2 separate regions of the Mus musculus genome follow, and region 1 is linked to region 2. Evidence: chromatin contacts called from public Hi-C data. All regions are on one chromosome and are shown on one strand. The core of a region is the stretch at or near the end of the contact, and the rest is flanking DNA. Distances in the headings are between cores, read along the strand shown.

Region 1 (2,833 bases), core at 272-2,771, 350 kb before region 2:
TCAAACGTCTTCCCATGGACGATGGTGAAATGGAGCATCCCACAGATCCAGTTGGTCACACACTCCAAACGCTGGAACGTGCAGTTTCTCCTCACTCCGTCGGGACCCACCTCGCACTCCGTCTCTTCCTTGTAGCCAAGGCCACATGTAACACTGCATCCTGTGGCATTGACAATGACTCTCCCCACGGCTTTTTGTAGCTCCTCAGGGATGTCCAGTGTCATCAACACCAAAGGCAGGTAGGTTATTGATAACAGACTCCTAAGGATAAAAACGATGGCCCCAGTCTTCATGACTCAGTATTTTACTAGCAGGCATTCCAGATGAATGTTCTATTGTACCACAACAGAGCCTCCAGCTTGGAATAGCCCTGAGCATTGAGAGATTATAATGTACAGTTGTCAGCAAAACAGACACATGCACAGATGTGCACAGAAGCGGGGTCCATAGTCTTAGGTAAGGCCACAGGCAGGAAGACTTTTTACAGTATTGTCGCTTGACTCTCTAAGCTTGCTTGCTTAAGCCTGCCAGGGGCGTCTTCCAGGGCACAATTCTGGTCGCTTCCTAATGAACTTAAACCCACAGGCTTTAGAAGGAAAAAAGGAAAAGACCTGAGAAGCTGAAGTGAATTTCCATGTTACCCAGGTGTATAAGCTAACTCTTTCCCTCCCTCCCAAACTGTGGGAGAGTTTCAAAGTCCCGTACTAAATCTGATCAGATACAAAACCAGTCTTACAAAAGGGGTGAGGCAAGGTTGGGCTAGGATGTTAATTCGAATATCTTGAATAATTTACTGTGAATATTCCTAAACCACCTCTATTAGAAAGATAACTTTGGCTGGGCCTGGTGGCGCATACCTTTGATCCCAGAACTCAGGAGACAGAGGCAGGTGGATCTCTGTGAATTCAAGGCCAGCCTGGTCCACAGATCGAGTTCCAGGATAACCAGCGCTGTTACACCAAGAAACCGTCTTGAAAAAAACAGACAACTCTGGGCTGGAGCCACGTGACTCCCCCCTTGTCCATTTCAGGTAGGTCCCTTTGAACACTGCACCTGAAAGCCCCATTCCCAGGTTTAACTACCTTCACTGTATAGACTTTCAAAGAAATGGAAAGCAAGGTATGGTGACAGCAGCCTCAAAGAGGCAGGACTGCTGGCAAATTCAAGGCTAGCCTGGGCTAAACGGGCTAACTCTAAGACCTGTCTCCTGAAAAGAAAAAGCTTTAGTGGAGTGTGGCAGCACGCGTTCTGCACCTGCATGAAGCTCGGTTTTGATCCCCATCACCACATAAACTGGGAGTTTGCACAGCCCTTCTCCCAGCACTCACGAAGATCACAAGTTCCAGGTCAGCTTCAGCTATACACCCATGTGAGACCAGCCCAGGTTAGAGACTTAGTCCAACACACCCTTCCAAAGGAGCAAGTGAGTACGCTATGGCAGAGGCAGCTCGTCCTGTTCTAAGTGAATCAGGACCTGCCTAGTGTGAGGCGGACTGGTGCTGCCTGACTCTGGTCTGCTCTATTTACCCCCGCAGCACAGAAGAGCTCATTGTTCGCATCAATGAAGGTTGCTATGAAGCAGCTATGATGCTAAAGATGGGTTCTTAGCGACAGAACAGAGTAGCAAGCAGACAGATTTGGTAATCTTTGAAACCATACTACTTGAGTCTCTGAGATATCTTATTCTTTATGAGATAACAACTATTCTGTATTGATGTTAAAATTACTTCATCAGAGAACAGGATTAACAAGGAAGAATATTAACTACATTTAGACTAACAAAGATCCTTGGAAGGCTAGAACCTCTAGGTGCACTACTATAACCTCCCTGAATGCCTAGCACTGTGGCCTCTTCAAAGCTTATAATAAGAAAACCCTATGTGACTGTTTTCATTAACATCAGCTTTTGGCTCAAATCATTTATTTCTAGTTTGGACAACGGAAGGACTCCAAACTGCCTGACCTTTCCAGATCCAAATGACCACAGAGAAAGATCTAAAATCCACACGTATTTTCTACTGTACAAACACAAAGATGGCTGCTGAGTTCCAGAAGCAGGCAGTGTTTACAAACAAGCATGTATACTTGTGGTTTAATAAACATCCAATTTTATTTACAAAGCATTAAAGCTTTAGCAAGAAGTACCCAAGGCTAAGTCTCATCTTGTACAAAACTACAGAACATTTTAAGAAACAAAACGGAGAGGCAGGGAGGACGACAGCAAGGAAAAAGAATATACATATATTACACAAATCAAAAACCTAAGCTGAGAGTGGACGGAAGGTTCTAGAAGCCGACAAAAAGATTCCCAAAGCATAAATAATTATTAGGAGCTGCTGCCAGAGACAATCTGGCAGGGTTTGAGCTGATTTACTCAGTAGCTCATTAATGGAAATGGGACACAGCATTAGCATCCAGATGGAGGGAAATCAAGCCACTTCACACAGGGAAGGCAGAAACCCCTGCATCAGCTTGCACACCACTGCAGTGTGCTGTACAGAGACATGACATGGAGGTAATGTCTACAAATAAAAACATCCCGTGAGCCACTTACCAATCACAACCATTGGTCTCACTCACACTTGGAAGCAGCACAGGAGCAACAGAACTAGAAACTTCCAGCGTGTCCCTGTCACATCTACCACAGTACAATGTAATCAACGGGTTTGGCTGTCTGAAGGAGCCTCCACCAACTGATAAGAGATTTCACAATTAGCATAGTATTTAAACCTCCTTTCAGTGCTGACAGAGTATGGCCCAGGGCAAGCCAAAGCTATTGCCAGAGGCGTCACTAACCCTTCGCACACTTGGCTTCCTGACTTTGGATTTTCAG
Region 2 (2,832 bases), core at 88-2,587:
GTCTTCAGGAGGTCACTGGGTTCAGCCTGGGACATTATTACCCTGTAGGTCACCCAGATAATAGAGATGCTACCTCATGCTCCCCGGTACCTCCCTCCCTGTCTCATTCTCCTCCCCCACCCCCATCCCCATCCCCTGTTCCTTCACAGCAGAACCACCATTTCTTGAAGAACCCTGAATTTCCCAGACCCTCTGCTCCTGGTGTGGCGTCCTCCCTCCCCGCCCTCCTGCAACATGTGTCTCCTCTGGAGGAGCAAGATAGACCCTCCACCAAATTCCTGCCAGCCCCTGAGCTCTTCAGAGGCTCTTCAGAGTAAAGATGTTGCTTTCCAAGGTTTTCTCTGATACTGTGGGATGCATTCTCTTCCATGTAACAAGATCATGGAGTGAGACTCTAGCCCCAGAGTGAACATGCGGCAGGCTGAAGGAGATTCCGTGGGGATCTGCAACAGGAGTTGCAAAGCAGCCAACCGACAAGTCCCATGTTGGTGCTTGGATAGGGGAAGCTGGGAATGTGGAGTCTGGGGTGGAGGGGTGTGGGGGATGTGACAGGCAGCACTTTGAACTGAGAGAGTTTTCCTCTGAGAACAAATAGCCTAGACTCTCCTGACTGGCTCGCCATCCTGTATGGCAAAGAGCCCACAGGGCCCAGAACATCACAGCCCCGCAGTGGGCGCCCTTGTTTCAGTGAGGTGTTTCAGTATACTCTGAGCTAAAGTGGCTGGTTCCTGGAGCTGTTCTCTCTACTTTCCTTACCTGTCAGGCCATGCCAGGCATCTACCTGTGGGGAAGCCCCGCTGCCTTGCAGCGGTGTGTTCTCAGCAGTCAGGCACTACACCACAATGCCGAGCTGTCTAGAAGAGCCTACTCCTCATGGCAGCTGTGTGCCCTGGTGCCTGCTACCTCTGGAACTGCACCTTCTGGCCTGCCTCCCTCTTGCCGATCTCCCTCGCCCAACAGGTCATCCTCAGGATCCCTACAGCCCTATCAACAAGGATGGGTTGGTGGGAGGGAGGCAGGATATTCTCTGAAGAGAGAATGGAGTTAGATTTATGCCAAACGGTCCGGTGTTGGGGTGTGAGTAAAGCGTCCTTTATATGATATAGACCTGTGCAGGGACCATTTACCTTCATGGTTCCCGTCAGTCTGTTCTGCAAGGCAGAAACAGAGAAAAGGCAAGAAGGAGACCTGCCTCGACGCAGTGGGAAGCTCTGCATTAGCCTGGTCCTTGGCAGGCTGTGAGCTGATCAAAGGGCACGGTTGTAAACAGCAGGGGAGGGCATCTCTTCCCAGGTCGGGAATCCTGCAGACCTCCGAGCAGCCAGCAGGGCCTTCCTGCCCTCTAGTGGCCGAGCCTGGAAGTACATTCACCTCACAAGCCGCTGAGCTGCTGGTATCTTTCAGAAGTGTCAACAAACCTTCAAGGTCTGCCATTATCTTTCCCTGTGCTGATAGAGATCTTAAGAGTTAGAGGTATATACTTGCCTTCGTAGTGGTGGATCAGGCTGTGGGAAACAGGACTGGGAAGATTCGGGTTCTTAAGTGGGGAATGTTTTTATTGTGGCAGAATCTAGGAAGGCTCTTGGAGAGGCCACTGCTCCTGTGTCCCCACCTCCATCAGAAGCTCAAGGTCCCCCTTCTTTCCAGGGCCCACCACCCTTTTCTTCTAGGGTAAAGGACTGCAAGCTTTGAGGTCAGGGGACAAATAATAAATGCTCTAAACCTGTGAGCCCTGTGTTGGAACTACCCACCTCTGTCCACCGGTGTAGCAGGAATTAGTCAAGGACAAAGCCTAACGGCATGGCTGTGTGCCAATAAAACTTTATTAACTGACGTTGAAATTGGAGCCTCGTATTATTTCAGTCATTACAAAAAAAATTATCTCTTATACCTTTTTTTTTTTTTTTTTGGTTTTTCGAGACAGGGTTTCTCTGTATAACCCTGGCTGTCCTGGAACTCACTTTGTAGACCAGGCTGGCCTTGAACTCAGAAATCCGCCTGCCTCTGCCTCCTGAGTGCTGGGATTAAAGGCGTGCACCACCATGCCCGGCTTCTTATATCTTTTTCAAGCATTTTTTTTTAAATGAAAAACTTTGTCCAGAGCCGTGAGTTCTGTTAAGTATCTGATAAAGCTGTTGCATCCTGTGTCACTCCAGGGACCCCTGAACCAAACAGAGATGGAAGTGAGAGCCCAAGGTTTTTGGAGCGGCTGAGCACTTAGAACCCAAAGAAAAAGTGTAACTGCTCTTAGCTTGCAGGCGAACAAAAACCTGGAAGCTGGGTGAAACCCCCAAACTTTGCTCTAAGATGTGGGAGTCTCCACCAAATTCATTCATGTTCAGCTCCTGTCTGACTGCTCCTTTTCAGTCCCTTTTCGTTGTTCTGTTTCTTCGTGGTCCTGCCCACCACTCTGTCTTCTCTTCGTGGGACCTAATTCATTTCTAGTTTCCACTCTTGGGAGCCTCAGGCCACACCTCAGCCGTAGAGCCTGTGCCCAACTACTCCGAAAACCTTGGGCTCTCACCTCCATCTCTGTTTGGTTTAGGGGTCTCTGGAGCGACACAGGATGCTAGAGAAAGCAACAGTTTTATCACCTCTCTGGTTTGGATCTTAACCCTGCTTCACCACCAGTCTGAGCAGGGTCTGTATCATTTCCCTCTGGGGAACTCTGGGTGTGATAAATATGCAGCCCCCTGGCCAAGTCTACACTCAGAAGCATGCTACTTGACGGTGTGTGTGGGGGGGGAGTTATGGGGTGCTGAAGGGGTAGAGCCTTTTGCACTGGGATTTACCAACCTGGATCTCAGAAGAGAAGGAGGCTTGGGAGTCAAA

What was found. Hi-C and Micro-C count contacts between places; a contact is called where the count stands out from the background.
Region 1: a Hi-C map of embryonic stem cells shows a contact between it and region 2, with 1.9 times the contacts expected there. The contact joins the promoter of Tmem81 here to the enhancer-like site in region 2. A contact is called at or near these places in 2 of 39 promoter capture datasets (the C10 cell line and pre-B cells), 19 of 484 Hi-C or Micro-C datasets (the Ba/F3 cell line, the F1.1 cell line, the G1E-ER4 cell line and 5 more) and 2 of 9 other capture datasets (embryonic stem cells and liver).

The regions. Positions count from the first base shown.
Region 1 is chr1:132,504,918-132,507,750 of GRCm38.p6, reverse strand. It overlaps Tmem81 (transmembrane protein 81), which reads right to left and starts at 1,521. Exons shown (of 2, transcript NM_029025.3): 1 at 1,255-1,521; 2 at 1-586. The coding sequence starts at 293. It overlaps Rbbp5 (retinoblastoma binding protein 5, histone lysine methyltransferase complex subunit), which reads right to left. Exons shown (of 14, transcript NM_172517.2): 14 at 2,086-2,833.
Region 2 is chr1:132,156,061-132,158,892 of GRCm38.p6, reverse strand. No RefSeq gene overlaps it. Among named protein-coding and RNA genes, the nearest start is that of Gm30242, 6.9 kb to the right of the region's middle. Within about 2 kb of position 1,337, at least 19 of the 459 cell types and tissues checked have an H3K27ac peak or open chromatin away from gene starts, as enhancers often do. A contact at or near this core is called in embryonic stem cells, where this site is marked.